Linked DNA regions of Mus musculus: regions 1 and 2 are each linked to region 3. Evidence: chromatin contacts called from public HiChIP or PLAC-seq and promoter capture Hi-C data. All regions are on one chromosome and are shown on one strand. The core of a region is the stretch at or near the end of the contact, and the rest is flanking DNA. Distances in the headings are between cores, read along the strand shown.

Evidence for each region. Promoter capture Hi-C pulls out the DNA fragments that hold promoters and counts their contacts. HiChIP or PLAC-seq counts read pairs in DNA pulled down with a chosen protein or histone mark.
Region 1: a FOXA1 HiChIP or PLAC-seq map of pancreatic cancer cells shows a contact between it and region 3. The contact joins the promoter of Atp2b4 here to the promoter of Kdm5b in region 3. A contact is called at or near these places in 1 of 39 promoter capture datasets (fetal liver) and 1 of 115 datasets of contacts at active chromatin or transcription factors (pancreatic cancer cells).
Region 2: a promoter capture Hi-C map of liver shows a contact between it and region 3, with 2.8 times the contacts expected there. The contact joins the promoter of Ipo9 here to the promoter of Kdm5b in region 3. A contact is called at or near these places in 3 of 39 promoter capture datasets (cranial neural crest, liver and pre-B cells) and 1 of 115 datasets of contacts at active chromatin or transcription factors (pancreatic cancer cells).

What each region holds. Positions count from the first base shown.
Region 1 is chr1:133,752,380-133,755,621 of GRCm38.p6, forward strand. It overlaps Atp2b4 (ATPase, Ca++ transporting, plasma membrane 4), which reads right to left and starts at 1,368. Exons shown (of 20, transcript NM_213616.4): 1 at 710-1,368. The coding sequence starts at 902.
Region 2 is chr1:135,428,254-135,431,811 of GRCm38.p6, forward strand. It overlaps Ipo9 (importin 9), which reads right to left and starts at 2,238. Exons shown (of 24, transcript NM_153774.1): 1 at 2,015-2,238. The coding sequence starts at 2,177.
Region 3 is chr1:134,558,777-134,562,210 of GRCm38.p6, forward strand. Kdm5b (lysine (K)-specific demethylase 5B) reads left to right here and starts at 1,402. Exons shown (of 27, transcript NM_152895.2): 1 at 1,402-1,766. The coding sequence starts at 1,563. It also overlaps a transcript of Mgat4e not described here.

The DNA.
Region 1 (3,242 bases), core at 118-2,617, 810 kb before region 3:
GCCTGGCCTGTAACATCATAACCTGACATCCTGCCTGTACTGTAGAGTGAGCTCAAGTCCACTCTGGGCAATGTACTGAGAATCTGTCTTAAATTAAAAAGCAAAACAGTGGGCTGAGGCTACAGATTAATGTCGGGGCGCTGTACAAAGCCCTGGGTTTGGACCCTACATGGTGGGGAAAAATTTTTATTAGACAGGGTTAAAAAAAATCAGAAACTCCAAGACAGAAAATATTAATTTATCCAAATACATATTTATGATATGCCAACCCATTTCTGTGTACAGTAAGGTACTCAGATGGCTGGAATACTACTTCCTGTCGTCTTTTCTCATCCATTGAGCTTTAAGATCAGTGTGAGGAAGATGTCCATCTTAAGCTCTTCTGTAATCAAAATCTAATTAAGTGAGGACATTGACTATACTGATAAGTGCATCTACATAATAAATAAGGACCCTCCATACGATGGACCGACACAGAAGTAGGAGGAGAGAATGACTCAGAGATCACAGTTCCTAAACGTGGTAGAGGAGGAAAGCTCTTCATGCCCTCCCTCAGTGGCCACCTCGGCTTTAGAGGTCTGTGCTCTCCCCACCAGACCAGACACAACTTATTGGATCTCCAGAACCGGACTTTCCCTAGAAGCTAGACAAAAATATTTCAAAATCCTACTCACTGCCCCCAATCCCCAACCCTTGAAATGGCCTTTACCTTCTATAGGGGAGGTTTTCAGTCTAGTGCAGATTTCCTGTACCCCTCCGTAGTGGGCACTGATCTGGGCCACTGCATCAGCTCCACGAAGCTCCATGAGCTTTCGCAGGTCCATTAAGGTGCAGCCAAACTCCCCTTCATGGCTCTCAGCCACTGTGTTGGCTGACACGCTTTGTCCTGGTGGATTCGTCATTTTGCCTTCTTCAGTTACCAGACTCTCAACCAGAGAAGATGTAGAGTTTCCCCTCTAACTGATCAGTGTCTCTTGCCTTCTATTCGCCGTTTCTTCCCACTTCTTTCTTCTCTGGGAGGTCAGTTAGGGGATAAATTGACAATATCTCGTGCAATAAGTTTCAGAGTAGCAACACCCGGCCTAGATCCTTGCTTCTGTATTAAGTCTACTAGTGAGAAGAGGAAGAGGTTGGGGGAACTTAGTAAAAGATGGACGTGGTGTCACGATGATTGGTGTCCTCTGGGTGGAGATGGGAATGGTTGTCCAGAGTAGGTAGGTTCCTAGTTTAGACTTCTTGTCCATATAGAAGTGTAAACAGGATAAGCATGTTACCATGGAAGCAACCTTAGCAACAATCAGCAATTACGATGGTAGGCTGGCGTCAGGAAAAAGAGGAGGGCTCCCTGGATAACGATGAGGGCTAGGCCTCTGGAATAGAGATGCAAAAAAAAGACAAAAAGGAACAATTAGAACAGCCATGAGGATCCAGGATCTGCAAGGTACTCTCGAGAAGAAGGGTTTAAATGACAGTTGGTGGCTGAACGGAACTGAGAACTGAGGCCTGAGCTCAGTATCCAGGCTCATGGGAAGCCCTGGGTAGGCCTGCTGGCTGGGAATGTAGAGGATTTATCTCAGAAACATCATCTTTAAGCCTTATTTCTTCCAAATCAAGGCACACAAAATAACTCAAGGAACTCGCATATAAAAGGTTATAACCTCTAATGCTCCTCCCCTTCATGGGCTGACTGACCTATAGGATACATTAGTCTGGCCTTACCTGTAAGATGTGAGAAGAATCAGAAAAGGAATCTAGACCCAAGGGGGCTGAAACATGGCTTGCTTGTGCACCTTCTACTCCCAACACAGACATTTACAATCCAGAAAGACAGGCTGATAAAAGGTCTCTTAGAACACTCAGCCTTCAGTGGTATGAAAATTTGGAAACCTACAGCAGTTATCTGGCACCAAATTTTGGTCTCAAGGCTAAGCCCTCGCAGAGGCTTTTCCTGGTAAGAAAAGAGTGAAACACGCTAACAGTTTATGACACAGGGTGGATTCAGTTTTTCTATAAGGGCCAGGTGGAGCTCTGGGAAGAAAGATAGTGAGTGTTCAAGTTTTTCCAGTGTAGGAGAGATAAGAGAACAGTCTGTTCAGCCCATAGACAGGTCCCAACACTGTCCTCAGGGTAAGGGAGCAACCAGAGGGGCTCATGTTAGCATAGTGACACATCAGAGAAAGGTAGGCATTTTTCCCTCAGCAAGATAGACGTTAGCTGGAGCACATACTGGCTAGGGTGTGCAGGCACAGCTAAGGGTATGTGGGGATGAGAGGGGCTGAAGGTGGCTTAGAGACTGAGCTGAGCCCTATGCTCAGCTGCAGACAAGGGCTGGCTACATGTTATATATCAGCTCCTCCGATAGGAGAGGCTCAAGTATGTAGGGCCCCATTCTGGTGAAATAACCACCCTGCAATTGGTCGATGCTGCCAGGGTCTGGCAAGGCACTCCAATTGGCTAGGTAATAAACAAATGCTTTTTTTTTTTTTTTTTTTTTTTTTTTTTTTTTTTTTTTTTGCTTCTAGAAGGTGAATACAACTCTTGAGTCATCAGAGAAGAACTTGGCTCTTTTTATCAATTTATTTTCTCCAGAAATCCCATCTGGCCAAAGCTCCTGACTGATTTCAACCAATCCTGTTTCAGGCAGGTTCCTCTGGAATGGAGGTTATCCCACTTCTGCCCCTCAGCCAGCATGTTCCATCCACCTCCCCAATACCCCGACTTACAACAAGTTAAGCAAGCAGGGAATCCTGAGAAGGTTCCCTGAGGCAGTAGGTGTAACTCCCTCATTAAGACTGGCATAGGAGCAAGACCCACACTAGCAGTCCCCTCCTATTCAAATCCCGTGGAAAGAAGACTTGAGTACAAGAAGAGGGCACACATTCACAAACTATGCTATCATAATTGCTTAATTATTCTGCTAATTATTTTTGTTAATTTCTTACTATACCTAGTTTATTGTGCATGCGCACTTGTATGCACACACAGGTATGTGTGCATTTTTATGTGTATACATGTGCTTAGAGGTCAAAGGTAAACTTTGGGCTAGGGTCTCTCATTGACCTAAAGCCCCCCATAGTCTAGGCTGGCTGGCCAGCGACTTCCAGAGATCCTCCTGTCTTTGCCTATACCCAGAGCTGGGATTTCAAGCACATGCCACCACCCTGCCTTTTTATGTGGGTGATGGGGGCTGAACTCAGGCCTCCAGCCTTGCATGCAAGCATTTTACCAACTAAATTCTCTCC
Region 2 (3,558 bases), core at 988-3,487, 870 kb after region 3:
TTAGAAGCGAACCTTTAGAAAGTATCTCAGAGTTAGCCAGTATGTAAAATTGGAGATGCTCAGGACCCAATGGGAGAGATTACTGTTAAAGACCCCTCCCGGAAAAGACTCTTAAGGAATGAACCACTATCCTCTAAATAAAAACAGGTATAGAAGGGGACAAGACTATTTTAAAGCCACTGAAGACTATTTTAAAGCCAATATTACTATATTCAACTCCAGACTTGATCCACCTCTGTAACCACATTCTGTACTTGAGTCATATACCTCACTACCAGCCGCCATTCCTGTTACTGTATCAGAGCTTGCCCCTGCCTCTCAGCAGGCCACTCACACATTATCAGTAGGTTATGGGGACAGGAGGGAGAACTGAGGTGGCCTTTATCAATTTACTCATCAGTGATCAGATCGAAATTCTGTACTTTTGATTTCAAGATCCCAAAAGGTAACAAGAGTAGGTGACAAGAACTTCAAAACGATCTCAAGGACGGTATAGGTGGCTGTGCCCTAGATGAGGCCATAGCATCTGGCTATGAGTTGAAGAAGAAATCAGAGTAAGACTAGAACTATTGTACAGTCTAAACATAAGCCGGCCTTTCACAGTTAAGGTGACAGCCATACATTTGGGATTAGCTCAAACACTGGGTATCATTCATGGGAGGTTTAATTAAGGATCGGTTTGCATCAGCCCAGCAACTAAATGCAAGTAACAAGTTAAACTTAGTAAGGTTTCTGCCCATCAGCGTTCTTTCTTTATACCGAGGGAGGCAGAGGCATGAACTGTAAAGTCAAGGAATTTGACCTAGAAACCTCAGGACAAGTTAGTTATGTGCTTCGTTCCAATAGCTTTCTTCCATTCACGGTTCCCTCTCTTAAGAGTCTGGTAATGTTATAAAACTACACCTGGCCTTTCAAAATAGTCTCTAACCTATTAAATCCCAATAGTCCCAACAGAAGGAAACTTGCCTTCAATAGTTGGTCATATTAGAGGATATAAAAACTAAATTCAAGGGAGGTTCCCCCACCACATCCACTTCTTTTCAATAAAAAGTCCTGCAGGAGTATTAACTCAAGGCTTTGAGGGTGGTTGGTCAAATATGGAAACAATCTCCCATATTTCTGAGGAAGCCTAAGTTTAAGGAGCAGTGGAAATATTCCCTTGAGCTTGGGGATTCCGAGGATCTGGAATTCCGAATCAGGTACGTTTCTTACATAAAGACCAAGGAGACTTGACCCTTTTTTCTGTTCTTTGTGAAAACAGGCCCGCTGAAAGCCCACTAAACAGGAAATTAAAAGAAAACGTCAAGCTAATAGTTTCTTCTCTAACACGTTAAAGAACATAACGGGAGGATGAGAACAAAGAATCTAAAACAAAGGAAGATCGGTTCCTGTACATAGAAATGCACAGTAATTTAATAATTGCCATTAAGTCTTTAAAAAACAAAAAACAAACGGGAAGCATGGTCGGAAAGTGAAGCGTCGTATGCATCGGATTGAGTTGATTTCTAGGAAAACGTGATGTGTCTGAACAACCAGCCAGATTTAAAACTCTGATGCTGAAACTTGTTCGATGGTGGCCGCCTCCTTAAGGGCCTTACTTCTGGCTCTTCTCTAGCTCCCTTCCCTGATCCCACTACAACAGAGCTGGTGAAGAAAACGGCAAAAAGACCTTGTCTTGGGCTCAGAGATCATCTAGATTGCGCGACACCGCCAGCACCACGTCGAACTTCATTTCTGTCCTCGGCAGAACCCCGCCACTATCTATCTATCTTTTCAAGTCTTCCCCCACCCCATCCCCGCTAAGGCTCCACCTCCCCCGACCCTTTCCTTTCAGACGCGCCACCCTTCTTCTAGGACTTTCCCAGCCACCAGCGGCACCCCCACCCCCACGTTTCCTAATCCACTCCTGACGCCCACCTCTCCGCTGGCTCAAGATCCCCAAATCCCTACGGTCAGCGGACTGTGCGGCCGGCCCTGGTCCGAACCATCCTCGTGACGGTCCCGCCTCACTCACCCTCTGTCACCTCCAGCACCTTAATCTGCTCCTCTGCAGCCGCCCGCACCTCCTGCACCGGGGACAGGATTCCGGTGAGGGTATCCACCAACGCCTCCTTCAATCCCTGTGCCACTGGACCCGGCAGCCCAGAAGCCGCACCAGCTGCCGCCGCTGCCGCCATCTTTCCTCCCCTCAGCCCGCCAGCCCCGCGGCCGGGACCCGCCACCGAATGACGGCTCCCGCGTACGGCCAATCCGCGAAGCCGCGCCTGCGCACCTAAGTACGCGGGAGCGGGCGGGGGGCGGGGATAGAGCGCAGCCTCGGGAGACAGCGCCTTCTGCTGCCGGAACCGAACCGCGATTCGCGGGCCAGGAAAGCTTTGGGCGTCTATGCACACACAGAATTCTCATAACGGTTTGTAGTCCTGAAGTCGCACGCGCTGTTAGAAAACGCGCTTGGAATAAAGGCGCGTAACCTTTGATGGCAAGGCCCTGATGGCAAGGGAGCAAGAAAGCTAATCCCGAGGGCGTGAGCACAGAAGGCCCTGCACCTTGTCTGCTGTGGATTGTAGTGGGATTGTAGATGCCCTCCCTCGCCTCGCCCATCACCGCTCTCTACCTGCATGATTCTAGGCCCAGATTTAAGATGAGTTAGGACAGAGGTCGGGCCTTAAGGAAGGGGGTCAGAATAGCATCTTTTTAAAACTAACACCCCTCCCCTCAACTAAAAACAGCAGTTATTCAGTTGGCTCCGTTTACAGTTTAGCTTTAGAGATCCTAAGATGCTGGGGAGCGGACAGGGAAAAGGAGACACGCAGAAAAACTGAAGTGAAATTGGCAGTGGGGAGTGGTTGCTTTAGAAAAATCCAGTCTTCTAGCTTTTTAGCTTAGATGAACCCAATGTCAAAAAGGGCTGTCCAGGGGAGACTACCTACAGGCGAAGGAGCATTTTTCTAGAATGATTTTTTTAAAAAAAATATTATCTACCTATTTGTCGTTATCTTGTTTTGAGACAAGGTCATATGTGGCCCAGACTAGCCTCAAACTTGCTCTGTAGCCCACACTGGCCTTGAACTCCCTTATCTTGATCTTTCTGTTTTCACCTCCCCCATTGCAGAGATTGCAGGTATGTGCCACCACACATGGCTCTAGAGTGATTCTATGAGTGTGACTACTATGAGTGAATCCTGCAAATATATAGCATTACTTAATTTTTTAAAAAGTGTTGGGGGAGGCCGGATGAAAGACACCCAAGCACCTGCCGTGGCTACCACTACGATGGATGAATGTGTGATGGGGAGATGGGAAAGATGGGGAGTGTGGTGGAGATGGAGGAGGAAACCAAGCTGAAGGGTTCATATACTGTGGAGAAAGGTGGAACTAGGGACTTGAAGGCAGTGAAGAATAGGGGGATATGAGGAGGCCATGCTGAGGTCCTGGCTCCAGCTGCCCCCAAGGGCCATGTCTGGGTTCCTGGTCCTGCTGCAGCTGGAGTTGCAGTCTGTGTCAATGTCTGGCACCTGAATTAGCATCAAAGGCAAAGTGGATGTCAGTGGTCTGGGC
Region 3 (3,434 bases), core at 152-2,651:
TTCTAACTCTTTCCATTTTTAAGCTGAAGAACCATGGTCTCTGTGTGATAGGATATATCTGTAATCCCAGCGTTTAAGAGGTAGAGGCAGGAGGATGATCAGGAGATCAGAGTCATCTTTGGCTATGTAGAGAGTTCCAGGCCAGCCTAGGTCACATTAGTCCTATTAAAATCTAAACCCAGAGGCTGAGTGATGGTCTATTCTGAAGGGAGGGCTGTGGAGCCACTGATCCTTCCTTATACAGTGGCAGGCAGTCTTTCCACGAGTTTGGTTGCTTTCTAGATTAAAGAAATCGCCGGGCGGTGGTGGCACACGCCTTTAATCCCAGCACTTGGGAGGCAGAGGCAGGTGGATCTCTGAGTTCGAGGCCAGCCTGGTCTACAAAGTGAGTTCCAGGACAGCCAAGACTATACAGAGAAACCCTGTCTCGAAAAAACAAAACAAAAAAAAAAAAAAAGAAATTATGTTTGTGTTCAAGTTCTACTTATGACCTGACTTTTTCTGGGGCCATCCCCCATCTTTGGATTTCATGGTTACTTAACCTCTCAGCTCTTCCATTGCTTCCTCTGAAACACTCTGATCTCTTTCTTTCCTTCAGACCTGTTGTACCTTTTAGCCTGTTGAAAATCTTTGTAGCAGAGACATCTCAGGCTCAGCCTGTTCAGGGGTGAATACATCTTCCCTAGAACATGCTCATGGATGCTTGTCCCAGGGATGCCATCTGTCAGACCCTTAGTACGCTATTCTTCTGGTCCCGTCCTAGTCTAACTTTTATTTCCTACAATTTCACTTTAACCTATAGCGCTGCTGAATTTATTTAGGCCCCATCATTCCTTGATTGGATTATTTCAAGATGCTTTTGCTCAAGTCCAACCTTGTATATGTGTAGATTTCTGTGCAACAACCCTACTTTCCAGTAAATAGACTGAACTGTTGGATTTGGTCAAATGCTTAATCCCCTCACAGACTAAACAATCCCGAAAAGCACTTGCACTTTACACAGTGTCTAGGATAAGCAAGTGCTCGAAGAGTTATTGCTCTCCTCATTACTCTATGTGTCTGTCCTTGCTGCTCCTTGTGTTCAAGGTGTTTTCTCTACCTGGAGAATCCTCCAATTTCAGTACTCTGCTTCTCGGGTTTTACTAAGCAAATCTTTCGTGCCAAAATATATGACGTGATTGATGGATTGTAACTCTGTTCTCCCTACTAGACTGTTAACTTCTTGAGAGGAAGAATTCTGAAACTTCAGAGGTTAACTGAAGCATTAAGGATAAACATCCCAGGCGGAAGGCCCCTGCCCCTCCCGGCTAGGGGGCGGGGCGAGACCTGGCTCGGGGTGGCAGCAGGGACTTTTTTCCTCGCCGTGGCGGCGGAGGAGCACTGCGTGGGGTAGCGGCAAGACGTCGTCGGAGGAAGGCTGAAAAAGCCCTAGGTGTTGCCGTTGCTAGTAGAAGTCGGACCTGTCGCCCGAGCTGTGCGTCTGCACGGGTTTCGGACGGAGCGGAGCTCGCTGCCGCGGTTGCGGAGCCTGCCCTGTGCTCGCCCCTGCCCAGGTCGCGGTGATGGAGCCGGCCACCACGCTGCCCCCAGGCCCGCGCCCGGCGCTGCCCCTCGGGGGCCCGGGCCCGCTGGGAGAGTTCCTGCCTCCCCCCGAGTGTCCGGTCTTCGAGCCGAGCTGGGAAGAGTTCGCGGACCCCTTCGCTTTCATCCACAAGATCCGGCCCATAGCCGAGCAGACTGGGATCTGTAAGGTGCGGCCGCCGCCGGTGAGTCAGCCAGCACCCCGGATCCTGCTCGCGGCTGGGGGAGGGAGCGAGGACGCGCGGCCCGGGAGGCCGGAGGCGCGGGGGCGGGGAGCGGTCGTCCCGCGGGCCCGGTCAAGTTTGGGGTGGCTCCGAGGGTCGGAGATGCGGCGGTGGGAGGAAGGCGCGGGGGCCCCCGTCCCGGGTGGGATGTGGGCCGTGAGGACCGCGGGCTCCGGCGGGGCGGCCGGAGGGGGCTAGGTCGGTGCGGCTCCGGGGGCTGGTGCGCTGCACCGCCCGGCAGCGGTGCGGGCTGGAGTGGTTGGCAGCCGCCGGGGTGGTCGCTGGGGAGTCCTCCCGAGCCCGGCTGAGACGCGGGCGCGGAGGCAGGGCTCTGGGCCCGCACGGCTCCGTGGCTGGTCCTCGCCTCCTTCTCGGGGTGCGGGGGTGTGTGATGGGTGGGGGTGGGGGACTTGCGAGTTGTCGTGTGAGGAGGAAAGTTTTCAATATGGCGGCGGGAGCCCCTGGTCCTTTGTGTGGTGGCGGCGTCGGCCCGAAGCTGCCCTCACCTGAGCGCCCCACCCTCCGGACCCGGGTCCCCCACCACCACCTGGTCCCTCGGCCTCTGGGAGTCCCCAGGGCGAGCTGGGCCAGGGGGCGGCCGGCGCTACTGGGGGAGGGGAGGAGCCGCTGGGCCGGTCTGGAGCGGCTGGTTGAGTGGTGGTGGGGGTGCAAGGGTCGGGGTGGGGGGACGACACTTTGAGGATGGTGGGGGCAGGCCAAGCGGCGGGGGCCCTGATGCTCGCAGGTCCTGGCGGACGCTCCCACACGGACTTGGGGCCGGACTGCTTTGCTCCCGGCGCGGGGGGGGGGGGGAGGCCTGGCTGGGGCTGAGGTGGAGAGGCTGTGCTTGTAGGGGAGATGTCAGACGAGCTCTTGGAGATTTCATCCTGGTCCCTAGCTTTCCCTACTCGGCCTTCCCGGCGGGGGCTCTAGCGCCTCGAGCTTGGGGGGCTCTGAGGGGTGGGGTGTCCCCAAGACGGCCCTAACGGCTGCAACGTCCGCGGAGAGCCCGGCCCACTCCTTCCCCGTCCCCGTCCCCCTCCCCGTACCCCCTCCCCCCGCAGCCGGAACTGGATGCGCTGCGACACCCCAGGTTTTTCGCCTACCTTTTGGGATGACCTGAGTCTGAGTTGGCCTAAACGACCGTTGGACCGGCCGGGTCGGTTGGAAAGGTTTAACTGCCTTGCCTACCGTTTAAGAATTTTCTATCTTTCCCTGCTCTCAAGTGAAAAAGACCCCCCCCCACGCCTTTTACCCCTTTCTCCCTTAAACTTGCTCTATGTAATGGCATTTTGATTTAGGGGATTGTGTACGTAGACGTTCTAGAAAAGATGTTTGCGAGAGATCCCTGAATAAAGCCTTATCCTTTCACTACCCCCACGAAAGAAAAATTAAAACACAGATACCATATTTTAGTTGCTCTTGGACAACTTTGAAAGCAGAAATGAAATGCCTCAGAAAATAACTGGCCAGGTCAGCTAGTATGGGGGGAAATGTTTGGAAATAGATTCATTTCTTCTGGTGAAATGGACAGAGGCGATGGAAGGTTTCTTTTACTGTAGAGGCCTGCAGAAGTTACACCCTTGCCTGGTTAGACCTAGGGTTTTGATTCTGAAATGTGGACCACGT